2 separate regions of the Triticum aestivum genome follow, and region 1 is linked to region 2. The links are chromatin contacts, called in public HiCAR-type maps. All regions are on one chromosome and are shown on one strand. Each heading gives the region's core, a stretch centred on a gene start, on an enhancer-like site or on the middle of the called end of the contact. The rest is flanking DNA. Distances are from core to core; before and after follow the strand shown.

Region 1 (7,769 bases), core at 3,188-5,687, 210 kb after region 2:
GTCCAGTGCACTGACAGAGCTTCCTACAACTTGAGGTCAAGTTGTTCCTTAAGGAGGGGGGAGTGCAACGACCAATAGACTTGGGCCTGCGTCCATGGGTCGAGGGCTCGACCCATCGTACTCAGCTATATTAGCGTGTGTAGGTGTGGGTATCGATTATCATTTGTATCCACTGAGATCTTATCCTCTGATCTTCTTCTTCTCCAAGCCTCTTTCCCCTGCTGTAATACTCCTCTGTATCTCTAAAACTCTGAGATCTAAGAACCATACCCTAGCTATGGTGGGGAGTGCTATCAATTCTGTAGCAGAGTAGGCTGCGGTTGTGCTTGCCCGCCGGCGTCGGTGTCAGCGACACTGCGTATGTCGTTCCAAACGACTGATGTCAAGGAACTAATCGCACGAGGTCAATACGTATAACATGGTCTCTTGGCGGCGCTCATCGCCTGTCGACGTGACAACAGGGGAAAAGGCCTGCATGATAGCGCACATCGACGAGCACATGGCGGCCGGTGCTCCTTGTTGCGTCGACCGCACAAGGGTGATGATGTCCTCGGTATGGTGGTGAACGTGGCCGAAAGTAGGTTCAGACGATGGGAATTACCCAGGTTCAGCCCTCTAATAGAGATAATACCCTATGTCTTTGCTTTTGATCTGTATTCAAGGTACACTACATGACAATTATCACTTTAGAACATGGCAAATCCTTCTACACAAGTATGGAAATTTATCTGTTTTCACGTGAAATATGTGGGCGTTCAATGGGAATGGCCAAAAATTTGATGCAAGACTTTTAACATTTATATAGAGAAAGAAAGGGCACAATCCGATCTTGCGAACCGGGAAGATGATGCTGGATAGGATGAGAGGGGAGGAAGCGTCGAACGGGATTTTGACCCAGGAACCACCATCTAACCAGCACTGGTCTCCTTCAGTGCGACACATGAACCCCGGCGAAACGTGGTTGAGATCCTCTGCAGTACTCTATGATGTTGTAGTGCGGATGACATGTGGGCCCGGGTCCACATGACAGTGACTATACTTCATGGTGCGCTACTGCAGAGGATCCTATCGGCCATGCCAGCTACAGATGTCCTATCGTGAAAACCGTCGACGGCGCTGATACGATATGGTAGCGCCCGTCGGCCACACGACACGCGCCGGTCGGTGCCCGTGGACGGACAGGCAGCCAGGCACAACGTCACCAGGCACCAGCCACGGTCAGATCCTCGGACGCGACGGCAAGAAGACAGTATTCTTGATGGTTCGGTTCAGGTTCCATCAGGGAACAACTCAGCCGCGCCGATCGAATGAGCGCGCGACAGACTGACGGAAGAGAACAGGACCCCAAAGCAAACCATAAGCCTGAGGTGGCACTAAAAACTGGAACAGCTGATTGATCGGCCATTAGCAACACCGAAAACGAAACTGATTTCCCATCAATCTACGTCCAAAATCGCTGGTCATAACGATGGTGGTGAAACACTTGATTATAAAAGCCAAACGATCAGATGAGTTCCGAAATCACTAACCAGTAAAAAGAGTATGTATATAATGTTCTCATCTGGGCGCGGGGTTCCATAGAAGAACAAAGAGGATACTACTGTCGACCGCTTTACACACACAGGGCTGCTGTCTGTACAATAGCCAGCCGCTGGCAGCCATCCTTTGGTTCCAACATATAAAAGGCGGCTTGCAGTGCTTACATTACACCGAAGTGAACATCTCGATGGTCTGACCGTGATGCGCGACGAGGGGCTCCAGGATGCTGGTCCACGTGCTGAAGTCGATGGGCGACCCGCCTCCGGGCTGAAGGAAACCGTTCACGAAGAAGAACGGCGCGCCGGCCACCCCTCTCGTGCACCCATACTGATAAGAATGCAGCAATGGATCCGTAGATCAGACAGGTTTTATCCAATGGTAGCGACAACAAACGATTCAAGATAAGATGCTTGAAGCTAGAATTTCTAACAGTGTACTCGATGCGACAAGTAAAGCTGACCTTGAAAGAAACCCTCGCTGCCATGTCCGACCTCATGTCGCTGAAGCCCGACTGGAACTCGGAGACTGAATTGCCAACCACCGGGGCCGCCATCTTTGATATCTCACCAGTCACAGCAGTGCTCGATATTGACGATGTCGCGCGGTTGGAGAATTTTCCCTGCATGTGTGTCAATTTCGAGACGTGTTAGCAAGAGTTGTATGAGACAGAAAAGGATGGCGGCAAAGTACCCTGCGTGCACAACTCTAGTGCTCCTGAGGTGGTATTATGTTTCGCTTGCCTTCTTGCTTGTCAGGACAGGCAAGGTGGGTGTTGGCTGGCTTGTGTTTTTGCTATTTTGCGGTGTTCCAGCTTAAACCATGATTTTGTAAGACTACTTCGTAGATCCTAAAACTGGTTTCCAGGTTCTAATCGGTTTCTGACAGAATCTGCCAATCGAGCGTGACAATGCTAAATCATCGGTCAGGCGCTCCAGGATATTGACAAACTATGCAAAAACTTTAGAGGTTCTCATATGTGTTCAGCACACATATTGGTAAACCCTGCAGCACACGGATGTGCAAGGCCACACTCCATGATATTAGCAAACAGAGCAAAAGCTTTGAAGGTTCTCATATGCGTTCTGCACACATATTGGCAAACCCTGGAGCACACAGATGTGCAAACCCACGTAAAGCATGCACTTATATACCTATTTATTACTCCCTCCGTAAAGAAATACAAGAGCGTTTAGATCACTACTCTTATATTTGTTTACAGAGGGAGTACTTGACTATGATTCCTTGATGAAACAGAGTATGGCATATCATAAAATAAAATAACACACATGGATACCAAAAAACTACAAAAGGAAATGCTGCAAATTGGTTATGTAACTTTAAATTTTGAAATCATTTAGTATTTGATGACACACCCCTGGAGAAACATTACCCATTTATGGAAAAAGAACTTGAATGGGTAAATGATAAACCAACATAGCAGTTGCAATGATGGAAGTATCATAACAAAGGCTAAGGGTTAAACTAAAGAATGCAACGAACCTGATTCTTGAAGAACAACTCCAGCAACGGATAGGTTGATGACGAATTCAACTTGTTAGCTATATGAAGCGCACGGCAGGCATGGTATGAATAGGTGTGGTACCTGCAGTTTTGCAGCACAGTAAAATGGTGTTAGAATGAGGTGTATAGCACCTTCGGCTATAAGAATCACATTGGTGCCAGATTCTATCAAGTGAAAATGCAAGGCCAATCACACTATTTTTTGTGACTGACGCCAGCCAATGAAATTTTACATGTTCAAGTTCAGTATAAATATCGCGAGACCAACAGGACCAAAATCTGAACCAAATAGCACACATCTAAATCGTAAAGCCATAAAGGGCCTATGAAACAGGGGCAGGTACTAGGGAAGATGCAGTCCAATTCTCAAATTCTAGAGTGTCAATGCCAGGACTATTGGCTATACGCCATCTCCAGAAATATCTGACAACCATTCACAATCCGTTCTGCCACATGTAATCAGTGGCAATATACCTCTCTGTAATCTTACTGTAACTCTAGTCTTCTCCCATGGATCAATCTCAACAGCCAGAGTACACATCACTTGAGGACAATCCCACAAATTTTCCATTCCCGAAAGTTACTACCAAGTTATAACTAATGGAATCACTTGCTGGCTCACTCAGGCTAGTCATACTCAGATGAGATTTCAATCGCCTGAATTCGCAATCTCAGGAGACAATCCCATGTAACCGTGCAGCAGGAGACTGCTCAAATGCGCTATCTTTTTACATTTAGCAGTATATCAAAACTACCGGAGTTGAACACCAAGACTAAGATACAGTCCCCATAGTGTGGAGCACAGAGAATCAGAGCAGCAGCCGCTAGCAGGAGAGGGGGGAGAGAGGAACCAAAGGGGCGGATGCGCGGCGCGATCTTACGGGAGAGGGAAGGGGTGGACGATGAGGGAGACCATCGGGGAGTAGCGCTCGACGGCGAGCCGGAGCGGGTGCCAGGCGTCGCGGCTGTCGGGGCAGAGCGGGTCGAGGAAGGCCTCGACGAGCACGGCGTCCTTCCAGGCGGCGGCCCCGACCCCGTAGGCGAACCCGTCGTAGCGCGGCGGCACGGAGGCCTGCGCCTGGAGGACGAGGAGGAAGCAGGTGCAGGAGGCGGCCAGCGCGCCGGCCATGAGGAGCCGCCGGAGCAGCGGCGCGCGCTGCGGCAGCAGGGCCCTCGCCATGCCCATCGGCAGCGGTGGTCGTGCGGGTGCGGCGCCGCTGGCGGTGACCGCGTGGCTGGCTCTGCTACCGTGAGCGGAAGTCAACCGCGCTCCGGCGGTGGTGGTGCGAACGGGGAGGAGAACGGAAGGAGGAGGACACGATGCGGTCGTCGCCATCGCTCTCCAACTTAACTTGATCCAGGAGAGATATTTTTCTCCTCTGGGCGTTTCGCTGGGATGACATGTGGGCCCCGCTTTGGATATTCCCAACTGAACGGAGTATGAATGTGGATTTTGTGTTGAGAGAGCACATCTCCCTTTTATATACTAAACATGCCCGTGCGTTGCAACGGGAGAAAATAAATTACCCCATACACACACTCGATGACACCAAGAAATCATACGAAATCTTTCACAATGCCGTACGAGAAACAACATGATAAGTGATGTTGTGCACAAATATAAAGGTGGGATGATTTTCTTAAGTAACTAAAGTTGTGTCCAATTGATTAGAAAACAAAAAATATCTATCTACTTGCCGGTATCAATTCACGTCTTTGTGTTGTTCCTCCTTAGTGGTACCTAAGAAATAATGCATTACCCGTCAAAAAAAGAGATAATGCATTAGGCTGAAAATAACAAATTACACTTTAGTACACAATGATAGCACGTGCATAGGAGCATGTTAGGTATCTCCATCAAAAACAATCAATCAATAAGGACATGTATAACGAATAGGCATTTTCAAATTCCCCACATAGAGAAAAGTATTTAATTAAAGTTGGAACATAAAAATAATTTTAGAAATGGTTATCATGCAAGATAATATCATATCTGGAATGTACACATTTTTTGAGTGATTATCGTATATAACTTTCTAAATTTAAAGTTAGGATTTGAAAGATATGAATATATTTGTAAATACTTTTTTTGAGTAAATATATTTTTAAATACTTGAATCTGCCAAAAAAGTTTAAGAAGAAAATGGCTGGGCCGAAATTGGAAAATTGTGTAGCCCATTAGATAAGATGCCACTTGGGCGAGGCTGTTCTATCTTCCGCTCACAGAAATCAAGAGAAAACAAAGAAAATGTGGGAGAAGTGGGGATCGAACTGGGAGTGCAGGGCTAACTCTGTAAATGAGCTAACCGCGACGTTGGTGACTTAAAAAAAATGAATTGTTTTTCCCACTTACGGGTGGCATTGGTGAGTAATTCTTGCCAATTTCGAGGGTAGTTTTTATGGCATACGACCAGAAACCCAATTTGCTTTATTATTAGGTAGAGATTTTATTTAAAAGTTCAGAACTGGGTTAGAAACTTTTAAAAAAACTAAAAATCTAAAAAAACAATAACTGACTTTAGCAAGATGACTTTTGGATTGTCTGTTACAACGGGTTTTGCCCGGCTCCGGCTGGGGAAGTCGATGACGGCAGCGCATTTTTGTCTCCCCCCCCCCCCTACAAAAAAGACATTAGAGTGAGTCATATGGCAGTCAAAGTTCTATGGGAAAATTCATTCATTATTGGTTTAGATGAAAAATATAGTGGGAATATAGGATAACAAATATATTTTTGAGAAAATGTTTGAATTTGTTATTTGTGCACAACTCGCAAATAAATTGGGAGATAAAACTTGAAGGTTTGTCTAACGCTCAATAACTAAGTCTCAATTAGCTAGCAGTTGTTCTATCATACCCGATGGAATTTCATAACCAATATTTTTAGTAGGTGCAGTAGGTTAAAAAAAGGTCAACTAATTGTGGTTCCGGTCGAGGTGAAGATACCCCGAACAAACCCCTCAAAGGTTGATTTTCCATAGTAGCAAGTGACAATAAATTTCAGCACGTAGTAACAAATTTTCCTTACCAATTCCCACTTACCAAGAGCGCTTCACTCCCCGGCAAAGATGCCAGAAAAGAGCCTTCATGACCAACAAGTATAGGGGATCAATCTTAGTCCTTTCGGTAAGTAAGAGTGTCGAACCCAACGAGGAGCAGAAGGAAATAACAAGTGGTTTTCAACAACGTAATGTCTGCAAGAACTGAAATTGTCGATAACAAATTGTTTGATAGTAAGGTAATTTGTAATAAGCAAGTAACTGTAAATAAAGTGCAACAAGGTAGCCCAATCCTTTTGAGGCAAAGGATAGGCCAAAACGGTCTGTTATAATAAGCAAAACGTTCTTGAGGGTACACGGGAATTTCATCATATCACTTTCATCATGTTGGCTTAATTTGTGTTTGCTACTTTCATAATTTGATATGTGGGTGTGATGTCTACTACACAACCTTCTTCTTGTAGACGTTGTTGGGCCTCCAAGTGCAGAGGTTTGTAGGACAGTAGCAAATTTCCCTCAAGTGGATGACCTAAGGTTTATCAATGCATGAGAGGTGTAGGATGAAGATGATCTCTCTCAAAGAACCATGCAACCAAATAACAAAAAGTCTCTTTTGTCCCCAACACACTCAATACAATGGTAAATTGTATAGGTGCACTAGTTCGGCGAAGAGATGGTGATACAAGTGCAATATGGATAGTAGATATAGGTTTTTGTAATGTGAAATTATAAAAATGACAAGGTAGCAAGTAACAAAAGTGAGCGCAAACGGTATTGCAATGCTAGAAAACAAGGCCTAGGGTTCATACTTTCACTAGTGTAAGTTGTCTCAATAATAATAACATAATTAGATCATATAACAATCCCTCAACATGCAACAAAGAGTCACTCCAAAGTCACTAATAGCGGAGAACAAAGGAAGAGATTATTGTAGGGTAAGAAACCACCTCACAGTTATTCTTTCTGATCAATCCATTGGGCTATTCATATAAGTGTCACAAACAGCCCTAGAGTTCGTAGTAAAATAACACCTTAAGACACACATCAGCCAAAATCCTAATGTCACCTAGATACTCCAATGTCCCCTTAAGTATCCGCGAGTTTGATTGTATGATATGCATCACACAATCTCAGATTCATCTATTCAAACCAACGCAAAGAACTTCAAAGAGGACCCCAAAGTTTCTACCAGAGAGTCAAGACAAAAATGTGTGCCAACCCCTATGCATAGATTCCCAAGGTCACGGAACCCGCAAGTTGATCACTAAAACATACATCAAGTGAATCAATAGAATACCTCATTTTCACCACGGGTATCCCACGCAAGACACACATCAAGTGTTCTCAAATCCTTAAAGACTCAATCCGATAAGATAACTTCAAAGGGAAAACTCAATCCATTACAAGAAGGTAGAGGGGGAGAAACATCATAAGATCCAACCATAATAGCAAAGCTCGCGGTACATCAAGATCGTGCCAAATCAAGAACACGAAAGAGAGAGAGAGAGAGAGAGAGAGAGAGAGAGAGAGAGAGAGAGAGAGAGAGAGAGATCAAACACATAGCTACTGGTACATACCCTCAGCCCCGGGGGTGAACTACTCCCTCCTCGTCATGGAGAGCGCCAAGATGATGAAGATAGCCACCGATGATGGATCCCCCTCTAGCAGGGTGCTGGAACAGGGCCCCGATTGGTTTTTGGTGGCTACAGAGGC
Region 2 (7,468 bases), core at 1,626-4,125:
CTAACACATGCTAACAACTCCATCCAGGAACTCAAAACTAGATGGGTTAGAGAGAATCTAATTTGGTTCTTTGCACACCTCAACTGTCACTACCATGGTTCAGACTGAATCTAATAAAAAAACAGAGCACAAGGCAACTTTAGATAGTGCAACAGTGTAGAGTACAGGAGCTCACCCCCAATCAAGTTAACACCTTCACTCTTCATAATAGCCAAGCAATAGCCAACAGGGCTCTGTTCCATATAAAAGAGCAGCAAGATTAAATTCACCAGCTAGCTTACATGGCTGGATGAAATTATATGCATCGAGTTTTCTTACCGAAGAAATGTCCGTTATGGTGATTATCGGATCATTAACAGGGAATATACTGCCACCTTTCGCCGTCAGGCTTATGTTCGGATGACTAAGAGCTCCCTTGGCACTGGAGAGAGCAGCAGCATATCCATCAGATACAAAGGAGCAGTGGTTTGTAAAAATGTGCCTCACATATCAACATATCATGCACTGTTGCTAGACAAACTTACCTTATGGTGTAGCAATATTCAAAAGGCAACGAAGAATCGGCCTGATTTCTCTTTTCTTTGACTTGTTTATCGAACTGAATTAGAACGTCAATGAATATATATGAAAATCACTGTGAAAATATAAAACATTGTGGAACCACTTGTATAATGTGGGAAATCTACTTACAGCGCTGGTAATCTCGGTATACATTGGGTCGGAGAGAGCTGTGAACGAGGTACCGGAGTCCACGACTGCGCTGAATTTTGTGCTGAACGTTTTACCTCCCGCCATAGCTCCTATGATACTAATGTTGTAGTATGGACTGCAGAAATAGAAGTCATGAAAGGTCAGAGACCTATATTGTTTGCTTGTGAAACTGTGAGAAATGAAAACAGACATACTTGTGTTTGTAAATGTTCAGCGGAGTTTCCAGCTGGTCGGCGCTTCCCGTGTCCCCGAAGTTGATCCTGCCATGACCATCTTCCCCGAAGCACATGGAGAAGGAATTGGCGGCGACTCCTTGGCTCGCCAGCAGACTCGGCACTGACTTGCTGTCCATGCCGAGGCCGAGCAGGCCATTCGGCGCGGCACTGCCTAGAAATGAACCCGTCTGGACCTGTCCACAGCTAACAATGCACACAAATTCAAATTCAAATTCAAATTCAAATTCAGCACAGAAAAGTGAGCAGTGACTCAGAATTGCGCATTGTCATGTACTAGATCACAAGGGACATACCCGAATGTTATGGGGGCTTGGGTGATCTTGGATTTCCCGGACTCGGTCGCAAGGTACAGGACATCCTCGACGAGCACCCCGTTGGACGACGTGTTGTCCGACAGGTATTCGATGCTGTAGGGGCAGCTCTTGCTTGCGGCACTGTTGCATTCAGTCTGGAGATCGCACAGGCTGCTGCTGCAGGGGACCTTGCGGCTCGTGCTCGACTTCCGCGGGCTGTACACGTCGAACTTCAGATTCTGCTCAAAATTTCGCCATTGAAACGCGGTTACATTTAACACATTATTAAGCAAGAACATGAAGAAGAGACATGCATAATTTTTACTGTCAAGGGTCGTCAATTAGGATACCATGATTCAGCAAACGTGTGTAAAGCGTAAATAATTTTCACTGTCACAAGAGCCATCAATCTCAACCTCCAACAAGATTACAGTACAAGAACATAAAGAGAGGGGCCAAAAGCCCTGGGTTAGTAGTAGTAGTAGTAGTGTTTTCTAAGCTCCATGAGGCAGGCCCCAGCTGAGGCTGTCATGCTCCGGCAGAGGCCTCCCTAAAGCAGGACGGTACGTGTGGTGCTTCCGTGATTGTTTCACTTTTCTTCCCTGAATTATGCTCGCAACAACTCCATCTCGCAAGCATGTCGACTAGTAGTAGCAGTACCAACTTTTTGCATCTCTACCATGCAAGTGCAACAACTAATACTACCGTAATCTTCTGGTAGTTAACTAATTAGCCCCCGGAAATATCTCTGGGATCGACGGACACGAGGTCGAATCGTAAGAAATTAACAGAGCAATGGCGTCGAATCGAAGCGGGAGGAGGAAGATGAAGGTGGTACTGGTACGTACCCCGTATTCTGGCGAGGAGAGTGGTGCGCACTTGAGGCAGTCGCAGGGCACCCAGAAGAGGTCGCTGCCGGTGTCGAGCGCCACCAGGAACGTCACGTTCGGCGTCCCCAGCGCCACCACCGCGTAGTGCAAGCTGCACAGCCAAAGCCAACCACCACCACCACCACCGCAAACTTCTTTAGCACAAAAGCGAGAGGAAAAAGATGGCCAGACAGTCTGGCCGTCTGGGTTGGGTGACAGCAACCTCCTCCTAGTTCCTCCAATCGATCGATCGATCGGTGCGTTATTATCGCTACCAATCTCTCCTCTCTTGGGGATCATTGAGACGATGAATTGACGACGACGATGGTGATGAGAGGGGCGGGCTTACAATCCGAAGGCGTTGAGGCGGTACGTGTCGTTGCCGTCGGCGAAGGCGAAGGGCCCGCCGCCCGGCGCGGGGGCGGCGGCGAGAGAGAGCGAGCGGCGCCGGAGGTCGTCGTGGCCCGCCAGCGCGGCGTAGTACTCGGCCGTGCCCGGCGCCGGCCCGGTGCGCAGCCCCGCCCACCCCCGCACCGTCGCCGAGTACCGGTGGTGGACGTCCAGGCTCAGCGCCTCCGCCCCCGCCGCGACGAGGGCCAGAAGCAGCAGAGCCCGCGCCGCCGCGGCCATACCGGCAGCAGAGCAGGCAAGCTAGACTCCACGTCTCCACCCCCCCACGGCTTAAAAAGCTCGCGCCTTTATTACGGGGAGGATGGAGGGAAGGAAAGGAGAAAATATATGCGTTGGTGGTGCTCGGCCGCGGCGTCGCTATTTAATCAATCTATCTATCCTGCTGCCGGAGACGGGAAGAATGATCGGTGAGGTGAGGTGGCCGCTCTGTCTCCGCGGGAGCGGCGGCGGGGCCCGGGGCGCAGCGAGAGAGAGCGACGGGGGGCGTTCGTCAGTGAGCTGGAAGCTTCGCCTCCGTTGGACTGGACCGGCGTCTGTGCTGCTGCCGTGGCCCCTTCTGATTTTCCGTTGGGAGGGAGAGCCGGAGATGGATGGGGTTTGGTTTTCCGTTTGGGTTGGGGGATTCTCCCGTGCGGTGGGGTGGGGTGCGGTGGGGTTGGGGTGATGTATGGGTTGAAAAGGGGTGTCGACGAGGCCGATCCGATGACGGGATTTGGGTCCTGGGTTCACACCGGTTGGCCGGCCCTGCCCGACGTGTGTCGTCGCCTAGTTTATTATTCAGGTCAGCTGGGCGATGATGATCACGGCGAAGCAAGGAGCAGAGTGGTCGAGTCCAGTCTCCAGCGCAGGGCGTGCGGCCAACGTGGTGTAGGTTTTCCACACGGCAGAACAACGGTCAGGGGTGAGGGGTCAAGGTGCGAGTACACCACGGTGGTGCCTTTGCCTGCCCAATAAAACGTTCCCGTGGACTTGGACCCTGCCACACATGTCTTTGTTGCCATCTATACTACTCTAGAAGCTTTTGTGAAAGGCAGAAGCATTATGAATGGGGCGCTGGCCCTACATGAGTTACTCAATTACACTTATGTCAAAAAGAGGATGGGGTTGGTTCTTAAACTCGATTTCGAGAAAGCTTACGACAAAGTTAACTGGGAACTTCTTGCTTGAGTGTCACAAACTTCGAGGTTTTGATCAAAAATGGTGTGGTTGGGTCGAGCAGATCCTTCGCAATGGCACTGTCAGCATCAAACTTAATAAAAGTGCGTTTTATACGTATTGACAGAGAAACTGACCGGTTGGGCCCGCCCGTCAGGCGCCACGCTGGCCAGTGCGCGCGTGCCCGTGCGCTGACTGGGGCGAGGCCGGCTCGCACCGTTTAGGTCTCGCTGGTGCGACCGAGCCAGACCCCGACCCCGCTCTGCCCTCTTCCTTCTCCTCGCGCCCTCGCCGGCGGCTGCCTCCCCACCCGCCACACCACGCCGCCGTAGCCATGGATCGAACTGCTTAGGCGTTGTCACCTCCCCCGCGGCTGCTCCTCCCTCGCGCCCTCCTCTCCCCCGCGGCTGCTGTGCCCTAGGCGACGATGGCCTCGGCGACTCCGGCAGGCGGCGATGGCCGGGGCGATGCGAGCGGCGGCGACCTCCCCCGCTTAGGCCTCGATGGCAGTGGCGGCTACTCCAGCTCGGAGTACAGTAGCGAGGACGAAGATTTTGCGGAGCGGCGTTGTCGATGGAGCAGAGGCTGAAGATGGCGCGAATTTGGGTGGCCAACCCTAGCACCGCCCATCACTGGACTCATGGCTTCGGTGGTGTTTTGTAAGTGTTCCACTGTTCCATTCTTGCAAACTGAAATTGGGGATTAGGGTTAGGGTTTACTGCCTGCATGTTTAGCACTCTAATTGCTAGTCCTAAGTAGAGCAGAGAAGTATAGTGGATTACATGAGTCCTAACTAAAGCAGAGCAGCATTATGTGTTACCTAACTAGAGCAGAGCAGAGCAACATTAGTGGATTACATTGTTATTTCTTAGTCCAAATTGTCAGAGCAGCATTAGGTGTTACCTAGCTAGAGCAGAGCAAAGCAGAGAAGCATAGTGGATTAAATGAGTCCTAACTAGAGCAGAGCACCATTAGTGGACAATTCTGTTAACTACTTATCTGAAAATACAAACCATCAGTTTGCTGTGAGTTAAGTACCCACTCTGTAATTAGGGTTGTATTGAGATAGTTGTTTACATTGTTTGATTTTGTAGTAATTGTTTAGTTTATATGTTAACTTAAACAAAGCTTTGTTTATATGTTAACTTAAACAAAGCTTTGTTTATATGTTAGCCTATTTGCTAAGTAAAATTGTTTATTAACCATTTTTGGTTGTTATTTCATTTTGCAGTTTGTATGATGACATTTTGGATGTTAGGTTCTATTTTGATGCTTCAGAAATGTTTGAGCTGAAGCTCTGCAGTTCAGATGTAACATACCTGAATATGATTGCAGTGATGGAAACCCAAGGATTTAGTGAATATGATCTGCTATTTCACATTGAGAATCCACATTTAGGGGAGAAAGGATTGGAGATGGTAGAGTGTAATGCTGAGTTGCAATTAGTAAAGAAGCAGGTTGAGGAGTCTAAGGTCTTAAATTTGCTAGTGAGGGCATGTCCACCTCCTTGCAGCCAGTTTGAGAGGCAAGAATTATCCACTGGTGTGTATGAAGAGCCTGTGTTATATGATCTCAGTGAGCCACCCATCTATGTGTTGATGAAGAAGGAGTTGCCTTTGAAAGTCAGAGTAGCAGCTGCAGTGTAGCTCATGGTACTGGTGTTTGCACACAAGAGAGCAAGAATGTAAGAGGAAAACTGAAAGCTGTTTTGGAAATAGAAGAAGAAGAGGGATATGATGGCAGTGGTGGTTCTGATTGTGAAGGTGAAGATGACAGTGATGTACCACCTTTTTATATGGGTGATGCTGATGACATAGAGATGGCTGAGGGAAAGAAACAAAGAGAGTATGATGAAATAGAAGAGGAAGAAACAAATGATGAAGAATCTGAGGAGGAAGAATTGGTGCATTATGAGGGTGACACAGAGGTTGAGGAACCTTTTCAAATGGATGAAGATGACAAAGTTGTTTCACAGGATGAAGAAACTGTAATTGTACATGAAGAGAAGAAGAAGAAGAAACAGAAGCTTCCAGTTAGGAGAGAGCCTACAACAAGGACACATTCAAGTGTAGTTCAAGAGGAGGAACCTGATTTCAAAACTTCATCTGATGAAGAAGAGAAAGGATTGTTGAAGGAGGCTGATGATGATGGTTTTGAGCCATTGTCATTTGTGCTGCCAAAGAAAAGGAAGAGCAGAGCAAAGCAGAGGCCTCCTAGAAAATGGTACAATGAGAAAATGGAGGCACCACATGAGCAATTATGTCTAAAGATGTGTTTCTTGGATCAACATCAATTCAGAGAGGCTTTGTTGAACTTACACATCACTCAAGGTAGAAACTTCAAATATCATAGGAACTCAGATCAAAGAATAATTGTAGAATGCAACCAAAAACATTGCAACTTCTTTATGGTGGCAGCAGTTATAAAAGGTGAAACTACTTTTGTAATTAAGAAGATGAGAATTAAGCACACTTGCCCTATTAGTACAGAGACAACAAGGGTAAGTGCCAAGTGGCTTGCATAGAAGTATGAGTCACTGTTTAGATCTGATCTAACAACTGGCATTCAGACTTTGATTGATGCCTGCATGGAGAAGTATGGTGTGGATGTGCCCAAGTCAATGGCATATAGAGCAAAGAACCTAGCTATTGATGCTGTGCTAGGAGACCACAAGAAGCAATACCCTAGGTTGAAAGACTATGCTCAGACAGTGATGTATACAAACCCTGGGAGTAGAGTAGTAGTCACTACTGTAACTCCAACACCCACTGAAAAAAATCCCCCATCCAGGTCCAAGATTCCATGCTATGTTCTATTGCATCAATGGAGCAAGGGAGGGGTTTCTCAAGGGGTGCAGACCATTCATTGGTTAGTTTGTTCACCTTGTGCATTAGTTACATATTGTTTCATCTTGAAATGCATTTGAATGTTTTAAATATTGAATTTGCTTGCTCATTCAGGTGTTGATGGGTGCTTCATTAAGTTAACTACTGTTGCTCAACTACTTGCTGCCACTGGTAGAGATGGCAACAACAATATATACCCACTAGCATTTGGTATTGTTGGGCAAGAGGACACACCTAACTGGTGTTGGTTTCTACACCAACTTAAAATCTGCCTAGGAGGAGAAGAGGGACAGTTTGGTCCATATACAATAATGTCAGATAGACAAAAGGTATGTGCTTGCATCTTATGTCCTTGTTCCTATATGGTTGTTTTGTGCTATATAGTAGCTTATCTAGTTTAATTGTGTGTCCCAGGGCCTACTAAATGCAGCCAATGTTGTCTTTCCTAATTGCAACCAAAGGTTCTGCCTTAGGCATATCTATGCAAAACTTCCAAAATGCTGGGTTTAGGGGGGAAGATCTGAAGAAGTGTATGGATAATGCTGCCTATGCATATAGTGAACACAAATTTAACATTGCAATGAATGACTTTAGAGCTAAATGTGAGGAAGCTTGGGAGTGGCTTTGTCAAATACCCAAGAAAACATGGGCAAGGCATGCATTTGACACAAACTGCAAGACTGACCTTGTAGTTAACAATTTGTCTGAGGTGTTCAACAAGTATGTCCTAGATGTTAGGAAGAAACCAATTAGGACAATGTGTGATGGAATAAAGGATAAGCAGATGATGAGGTGGCATAGGAATAGGGAGAGTGGAAAGATAGCTAGATGGACATAACACCCCATTATAGTTGTTGGGGAACGTAGTAATTTCAAAAAATTTCCTACGCACACGCAAGATCATGGTGATGGCATAGCAACGAGAGGGGAGAGTGTTGTCCACGTAC

What was found. HiCAR-type assays count read pairs that join an accessible place to other places.
Region 1: a contact with region 2 is called in a HiCAR-type map of leaf, with 6 times the contacts expected there. The contact joins the promoter of LOC123112903 here to the promoter of LOC123112902 in region 2. A contact is called at or near these places in 2 of 5 Hi-C or Micro-C datasets (leaf and an unstated tissue) and 1 of 1 datasets of contacts at active chromatin or transcription factors (leaf).

The regions. Positions count from the first base shown.
Region 1 is chr5B:521,230,329-521,238,097 of IWGSC CS RefSeq v2.1, forward strand. LOC123112903 reads right to left here and starts at 4,438. Exons shown (of 4, transcript XM_044534002.1): 1 at 3,942-4,438; 2 at 3,040-3,142; 3 at 2,000-2,158; 4 at 1,510-1,866. The coding sequence starts at 4,396. The coding sequence ends at 1,705.
Region 2 is chr5B:521,022,340-521,029,807 of IWGSC CS RefSeq v2.1, forward strand. It overlaps LOC123112902 (aspartyl protease family protein 1), which reads right to left and starts at 2,876. Exons shown (of 10, transcript XM_044534001.1): 1 at 2,459-2,876; 2 at 2,089-2,221; 3 at 1,241-1,479; 4 at 906-1,130; 5 at 691-826; 6 at 525-598; 7 at 319-421; 8 at 176-233. The coding sequence starts at 2,739.